2 separate regions of the Gasterosteus aculeatus genome follow, and region 2 is linked to region 1. The links are chromatin contacts, called in public Hi-C maps. All regions are on one chromosome and are shown on one strand. The core of a region is the stretch at or near the end of the contact, and the rest is flanking DNA. Distances in the headings are between cores, read along the strand shown. Region 1 overlaps ophn1 (oligophrenin 1). Region 2 holds the start of ar (androgen receptor).

The links. Hi-C and Micro-C count contacts between places; a contact is called where the count stands out from the background.
Region 2: a contact with region 1 is called in a Hi-C map of whole body, with 3 times the contacts expected there. The contact joins the promoter of ar here to the enhancer-like site in region 1. A contact is called at or near these places in 5 of 6 Hi-C or Micro-C datasets (blood and trunk muscle, liver, skeletal muscle and 2 more).

The regions. Positions count from the first base shown.
Region 1 is chr7:20,637,663-20,641,739 of fGasAcu3.hap1.1, reverse strand. It overlaps ophn1 (oligophrenin 1), which reads right to left. Exons shown (of 24, transcript XM_040180177.2): 12 at 2,492-2,525; 13 at 2,256-2,318; 14 at 1,562-1,636; 15 at 561-645; 16 at 84-142. Among protein-coding and RNA genes, the nearest start is that of ophn1, 12 kb to the right of the region's middle. Within about 2 kb of position 1,674, at least 2 of the 9 cell types and tissues checked have open chromatin away from gene starts, as enhancers often do.
Region 2 is chr7:20,671,177-20,675,253 of fGasAcu3.hap1.1, reverse strand. ar (androgen receptor) reads left to right here and starts at 1,655. Exons shown (of 8, transcript NM_001267639.1): 1 at 1,655-2,706. The coding sequence starts at 1,655.

The sequences.
Region 1 (4,077 bases), core at 425-2,924:
AGGAGAGTTTAAGAAAACAACATAAAACTTGCAAACAAAACGGCTCTCTGTAGACGCTGAATAACATCTAAATCATGTCTTACTTGCAGCACACATGAGGTCTCTGTGTAGACTGTAGGTCATCAGTGGTTCAGACAAGCTCCTGCAGATAAAGACACACGCTCGTAAACAAGTGCAAGGCCGCAGTGTTATATAACGGAACACGTCAAAAAAACAGGAAACTCTACGCTGCGCTTTTCATTTTAATGGAAACTTTTATGTGCATTTTCACCCAGATCCCAAAATACACACAACAGTCAAGATTCTTTGAATTTGTTACATACGAGACTCTTGATCAATTGAACTGCATTCAATGATTTGTTTGTTATTGTAATATTATAGCTTTTTGTTTTTAATGAAGGCCTATCTAATTGACCAAATCCGGAACAGCTGTACTGATGATGATTAAGAAAATATCACTCAAAAGCAGCCGCAGATCAGGAGCTCTACAGTGTTCATTCCTTTCCACCAATTAACGTTGTGTCTCGTGCTCACATGCTTTTGCGCACAGATAAACAAACCTTAGATAAAACTTTAGTGCACTTGTGATGGTTTTGACGTCACAGTCGCTGCTCTGCAGATCCACATTTCCTGGGTTCGTTGGGTCTATAAAAAGGAGCAAATCAATACAAACAAGCCCGAACAACGTTCAATTCCATGTGAGCAACAGTGACGATCTTCTGTGATTGGTACTCAAGTTGATGAAAGTAAATGGCCAGTTGCTGCATGAGCTAGCCATAATGAATTAATAAGCAATATGGGGCCAGGCATTCACTACGCAATAGGCAACGACAGAAATGTGATGTGTTGCGGTTGTTGTAAGCCACATCACAGTAGGAAAATCTGTAAATAAATGGGTCTTGGCGTTGATGTTATTAATGTGCTCCTACTACGGAGCAAAATATCTTCCGTAAAAATAAACGTAATTCAAACCTGCAACACTTTATTCTTGGCCACTTAAAGGGCAGCAGAAACTAGGTGCAACATCACTGACGTATTCTAATAACCTTTCAAGTTGGCTGAATGTGTTAGCAAACGGATGCCTGTATGTGCACCCAGTTGATAAAGAGCAACATTTATTTCCCTTTTTAACTACCCACCCACTAGTAAGGGAAATACTCCGCTCTTTAGCGTCTAAACGGCACATTTAAAGTATTGTTTCAAGTTGAAAATCAAAGAAATGATTTGAAAGACTGTTTGAAGCAAAGTTGAGCTGAAAGGAAAAGCAGAGCTGGGAAATAACTATTTGCGGTTTTGCCATTAAGAACAACACCTTTTTATTGGACTGCATAAAAAAAAATATATATATATATGGCAGCTTTAAAGCCGAGCCGTCCAGAGTCGGAGCCCTGCGTGTCAAGGAGACATCTGCTGACATCTGATGATGGCTCCTTGACATTCACACAGGCAACCGTCACCGGAGTGGCAGGACCGGCTTTGTTTTATTGGGGAAGACGAACCCAAGTGGAGAGACACAATGAATGGGCAGTTGTAAAACGTGTTCGTGGGCTTATTTCCTTACCAAAGAAGGTATTTAATAGCTTCTGCACTTGGATGTTGCTGCCAACTGTTCGGTACACTCCTTCTTGTGTGACTCCTGGAAAGACGAGAGGGGGAGGTAAAAAAGAAATTTGAAAAAAGGGGAGGGTAATCTGGACAAATACAGAGGAGTGGAAATTTACCACATGCTTCTCTTCAGGAGGTTGCAGCAGCCAAAATGAAGCTACAGATGTTCTTTCGTGATTGTGCATGCTTCATTTAACCATTTACTTTGCACCAGGAAAACGGGCCATGCTTAGATCAGGAATCGTATTACGTGGTTTGGGCCGGAGTGATTTTTTTCCTTTTTTTGTAGGATGGATCGACCTTTTGTGACTGTGGAAATATAGACATACGTCGTCCTTTGGGCCAGTTCTGACTTTTTGGGCATCTATGTTTTAGCATGCATTTGAAATGGCTTTTAATAAAAGAAATTCTAATAACTAATGTGCCCTTAAAAAAAAAAAAGGAATTAAGATTATTAAGAAATTAAGAAATAAAGATGATTAATCTTATGTAAAATCTGAAATAGGCCAATGTTTCAGATTACTACCTTTATTCCCTGAGAACAGCCTACAGGCGTGGCGTCAATGTTTAACATACGACTCCACTGCGCCCCCTTCAGGGAAAGCCAGTAAACCAACAGAACCAGAGACCGCTGGAATAAACCGCTTTACCTTTTGTTTCAATGTAGTTGATGCACTTTCGCACAAACTTAAATCCAACTTCATTCAGTTCCACTGTGGAAGTAAACAAGATGAAAGTATTTAATAGGAAAGAATAACTTTTAAGAAAAATCCTCTAATTGTTAAAATATGAACAAATAAATATGCACTCAATGATGCGGGATGTAAAGTGAGACACCTCACCTCAACCTCACATCATGAGACCTTGAAGGAAATGAATGACTTACTTTCTGCTTGGTTGTGAATTGGGGAATGATAAATCTGAAAGAAAAAAATAATTTGAGGAAACATATGGAAAACCCAAGACTGGCCCCACAACATCATAAATAACCACATCGAGTAAATAGGAGAGAAACATGATGACGGCAGGAGGACACAAAAGCTGCTTCACTAAAATTAAACTTGGCTCGTCATAGTAATTGTTCCCCGGGTAGTTTATGAGACTATTAGCCCAGTTTTTCCAGTTGAAGTTTACTTTACAAGGAGATTCAAACTGCACTAAAATAATAGCAATGGAAACGGAGAGAGAAAAAAAGGGTGAGAGGACTAAATGTTTGGCTGTTTAACTGATGGAAAACAGGAAAAATTCCAGGTTCAAAAACAATAAAGCTTTAAAAGTCATCCAACTCAAAGAAGTGTACATGTCAAAGCATTGTCTTAATCCACTACTGGCTCCCAGAGTTCAGGGATCGCTACAGAGCAGCTGGAGACAGGAAAGTAGAGGCTTCTTTAAGGTCTCCTCTGCAAGGACGAGTTCTTGTTGTCACAGGCGGCTGACAGTGAGATATCGCCATCACGCATTCACGTGGTATTGATTTAGGATGGAGGATATAACTACTACATCCCTCTTCTTGGCTTTGGCAAGAAATTACTCTAAATCTCTCCAAATCTAGTAGAGTTTCTTGAGAAAAAAAAGAAAGGTTCAAATGGAAGCTATGCTTCAAAACTACCAAATCTGACATGCAAGAAGAGCGGAGCTACTATCAGAGAAAGGAATTACTGGCAGTAAGTCAGCTTCTTTCCAATGTTTGAATGATTATGTTAAGAAAAGAAAATTGCCAGAATGTCCTCTCGCTTAGAGGAAACACTTTGATGCCAAATGTTTTTTTTTTAACTTATAAGAAGTTTCAGTGGAAAGTGCAGAAAAATGAACGGCTAAGCGATCTGCAGGGGTAGTATTACATTAGACGTATTGGCACAACCGGTTCATGCATGTCAACCACTTCTGGTGACAAGTTGTCCAAAAGGACGCTTCTGGCCTTCTGGCTGCCGAAAGCCCAAAGTCAACCTGCTCTTTGCACAAATCAAATGATTTCTTTCTTTCAACAGTTTAAAAGTCAAAAATATTCACATATAATAAGGAACTGCACGATAACTGCATCTTACAGCCGCCGTTCAAAAAGGTCAAAGTGCATTCAGTGTTGACTGGGGCAGAAGGGATTATTCTAATTGAAGACCACAGTTGTTTCTGGTCCAGAGTAGACCTGCCAGCAGTGCACTGGGTCTCTGCCTGACAATATTTGGCCATTTGTGGGTGGGAAGCTCGTTGTGAAATGTGCATCATGTACAGAAGTCAGAGGGGAAGTTGCACAGGAAGAAAGGGCGCTTTAATGCGTGCCGTCTGTTGTTTTCACATCCCCCGACAGCAGTGCACGACTCACACGGCGTACACCTTTTAGACCATCTAGTATGGAGAGGGACTGCAGACGTAGCAGAAAGGGCAGAGTTTACAAACAAAAGCGGAACAGACTCTATTCTGCATTTTTGCGACTAAGGCGATTTGGTATAATTGTGAGAGACAGACTGTGGGAAG
Region 2 (4,077 bases), core at 406-2,905, 34 kb before region 1:
AACAGCGTATCTCGGAGATATTTGTCGAAGGCAAAACAACAACAGAAATTAGTCAAAACTTCAAATTCTGGTCAACATCCAAACGATGCGACGATTAAAAGCAGATGTGTTTAATATGCACATGTGTTTTTAGTCGTCACATGCGCGAGTGATGGAGGAAAGCGCTGCTCGTGATTTTGTCAGCGCAGGAATGCGATCCTATCCGGTCTTTTCTTAAATGCACATGGAAGCTATTCGGAGTTCTGTGCCCGGCGTTAATGAGTCTATCTTTGGACAAGCTTTGTCCCCGACCGTCAAAGATACGGAAGCCAAACTTTACGGGGGTGTAGTTGATATTAAAATGAAAGCATGCGCTCGAAGATGCGTGTCGGCTGCCAGGAGCAGGGGGGCAGATAGCGGGCAATGAGCCACCGACGATCTGGTCCCGTGGATCTCCAGTTCACGACTTACAACACAGCAACATGGCGCTCCTCAAACGTCTTGTTTAACAATGTCTTGTGTCAAAATGTGCAACAACAAAAAAGGGAATAGGAAGAAACCCGGGGCATTTTACCCGGGGCATGAGGGGCAAAGCACGGCTGCTTCTGGCCTCATGGTGTCGCTGTTGTCTCACTGTTACTGCAGAGATGAAAAGGGGGGTTTGTGTACGTTGGCCTGTTGTCACGTGGCTGGGAGGTTCAGTTTGGACCGGTGTCACTTTGGGGTTGCAGTGTCCACCCGAGGCCAACCACGACAATGAATTCATCCTCGTGTCTCTTATGAATGAAACTAACCGGTATGAACGTGGGGAGGAAGGGTAATGTCCACGCGGTAGTCCCGGGAGATATTAGGACTGATGAGGACACTTTATCTGATTTCTCAAACGGCTCCATAAACACACAAAAAGGTTTTTTTCTGGCCAAACGTCCAACTCGGGAAGCCACAGGATCGAGCTGGAAGAAGCAGGAACGAGGTGCCGCAATGTTCCCATATAGCTGATGGCACCTTTAGAGATCGTTTAAAAATATATATTTTCCCAGAAGTGGAACCCCCCCCCCCCCCCCCCACAATTAAACACATCTGTCCACCCTAAACAGCAAATTGTTGAGCTTCGTTTTTCTGGCCCAAATGCGGCACATGTGTGGTGAAAAGTCTTTTCTGCTCATGCTCATGGGTTTCCTCCAAACGTTTGGTTTATGTCTTCCGATATTTTGGCCTCATCTAAATAATCAAACTACGCTCCAGCGTCTAAAAATGTTAAATTGTGCCATTGAATCAATGCTCGCCATGCTTCCAGAGGGGGGGGGGGGGGGTTCCAGCGGTTTGCCAGATAGGTTACAAAAGTCCTCCGATGAATTCACTTCACATCGAACCCAATTCGAACGTCTCTGACTGCGTGAATCTCAGTTCAGGAGGAGTTTGTCTCTCTTGTCGCTTCCTGAAGGACCGTCACCAAAAAAAAAAAAAAAAGCCGCTCTGCGTGACAGTCGCCGCAGAGACCTTTGGCCCGCAAACTTCGCTCTCTTGGCCGAGTAAACACTTTTTTTCGGGTGGGGTGAAAGGGGGGGGGGGGGGGTAAATTAGCCAAACTAACCGACAGATATCTCGCAGCAGTAATCGGACAGGAGGGAGGGGGTGGTAAAAAAAAGGGGGCGACGCTACGAGCGCTCGCAGCATGGCGCTAAAAACCGAAGAAAGTCGGGAGTGCATCGCGCAAACATCAACGGGGAACGGCGCGGACACGCTAAAAGAGCGCAACAATGCGGACGCGAACATTTTTGGCTCCGGACACGTTGGTCCGCTAGCCCGTGACATGGAAAACCCCTGCTGCCAGACAGCTGCTGCTCCTCAGGAGGAGCTGTTAAACGCTGACTGCCGTGTGGGCGACAGTCGCTCTTTTTCCGCCTGCGCCACAATCTCAGAAACAGCCAGGGAGCTCTGCAAAGCCGTGTCCGTGTCGCTGGGACTGACCATGGAGCCCAACGACGCGAGCGACTTGGACGTCGCTTTCCCCCCCTGCGCCGCCAGCGAGCAAACGCGCGGGGAGTATCTGTTCATGAATGTGAACTGTCCCGGTGGCGCGTACAAGTACCCGGACCGGGACGACCGGCCCCTGCACGGCCAGAAGCAACTGGTTGAGATGTTCAAAAGTTCCGAGACGGCCGCGCGTCTCCAACACGTCGGCACCCCGACTCGGGCGTCTGCGCACGAGCGCAACTTCGCGCCGTGCGAGGCCGACGAGGTGACTTCGGAGGAGATCGAGCATCTGGACGCGGCGCACGCTTCGTCCTGCGAATACGCGCCGGCCGCGCCGGGCAACTTTGCGCACTTCGGCCGGAGCGCCGCGCCGCGCGCGTGCCGGATCTACGAGCACCCGGACAGTGCGGCGGACTTCGGAGGAGCCACGGAGAACAAGTTCGGCGGTTACCAGCCGGCGCAGTACGGCGTCAAAGTGAAGTGCGAGGACGGCGAGTCTGCCGGGGCGCCGTGGGCCGGGGTTTACACCCCGAATGAGAAGTACGACGCCCAGTGTTGGGGCTCCAGGCAGTGCATGAACGCGCACGGCACGGACACCAACCCCGCGTTCGCATGCAATCCACACGAGAGGAGCGTCGTGCGTCCCGAGCAGTGGTACCCCGGCGGGATGCTGAGGCCGCCGTACCCAAACTCCAACTACGTGAAGACCGAAGTCGGCGAGTGGCTGGACGTCACCTACAATGACACCAGGTACACGGTGATGTTACGAATATTCACAATAATACCGGTAACGTGAGTCGGTTGTCACGTTAGGGAGGAAGTGGGTGAGTTTGCTTTGACCTTTGCAACAGACACGAGTTGCTTTTGCTTTGGGTTAGGGCAAAACAAAATGAGTCATCATATAACGCCTTCGTCTTTGTAGATGTTGATGGATTTGTTTTCATGATGCTTTTTTTAAAATGCATTTACGGCAGAAAAGGAAAACGTTTATTCTTATACATTTATTCTTATTTTTAATTTAGAAACCAAATGGCAAACTGAGCCCATTTTCTTCTGCTTTGGGTTTTCTTCATGAAGTTATCAGCCTACTTTCACAGTTCAAAATTAAACCGAGGTGGCACTGCAATTTGAGGAAGGAAAATGTTTGTCTGGTTCACAAGCTGCTGATGTGCAACACTGAGCTGATTTGAAGTTATTATATATCAAACATCACTGACAAAGTTCCTAATGATAATATAGTATTTTATATATAATATTTAATTTAACCATTTCCTTTTTATTAATGTAAAAAAAAAGACAAAACAATAAGCTAAATATACAGATAAAGTACTGACATCTATAATATTTCTGACATCTATATAAGTTCTGTTCTACGACAAATCTGTGCTTGTTCTCGACTGTGTCATCAAACATGAAAGAAATGGAGTTGTCATTGTTGTGTTGGAGGTACCTGCTCATAACATCTACGAAGAAAGTATTTATAAATACACCCAGTGAATAAATATACCAGCGTAAATCTAGTCCTCCTGTGAGGGAATATCTCCACTGAATAGTTAGATTCACATCATAAACCTGAGTGCACACAGTTTCCGAGAGGAGAGGGGAAACGTTTGTAGTTCCTAACGACGTCCGACACTTGTCAATAACCGGACTAATGATTCCAAAGCTTTCGTGTCAGCGGTCATGTTGGCACATTCTCCCGGATGTGAGTGTTCACGTTAACTTAAAGGCAAAGGCTGACATGTGCACGGCTCCAGCTGACGTCATCATTACTTTCACCGTGGTGATGGATGCTTGACAACACTGGACACCAGCATTTACTGCATGACTAGTGTGAGTGTTACTAAATTACATATGTATGAACAAGGAATATGGATGAAGCCGTGTAGGTGTTATTTTTTGGGCTTATTGAATTTTAGATTTTTCAAAACCGGATCGTAGAAAACCAAACAACACAATACCTGAATAAAAGCTGACAGAATAAAGGCAAGGATGCTAATATCAAAAAATAATATTAGTGAGAATTGAGTGATACCTAAAAAACTAAATAAACAATAAATTAAGGCCACGATGACATCTTTAAAATGAGGCACCACAGGGAAATAAACGGTAACAAAATGG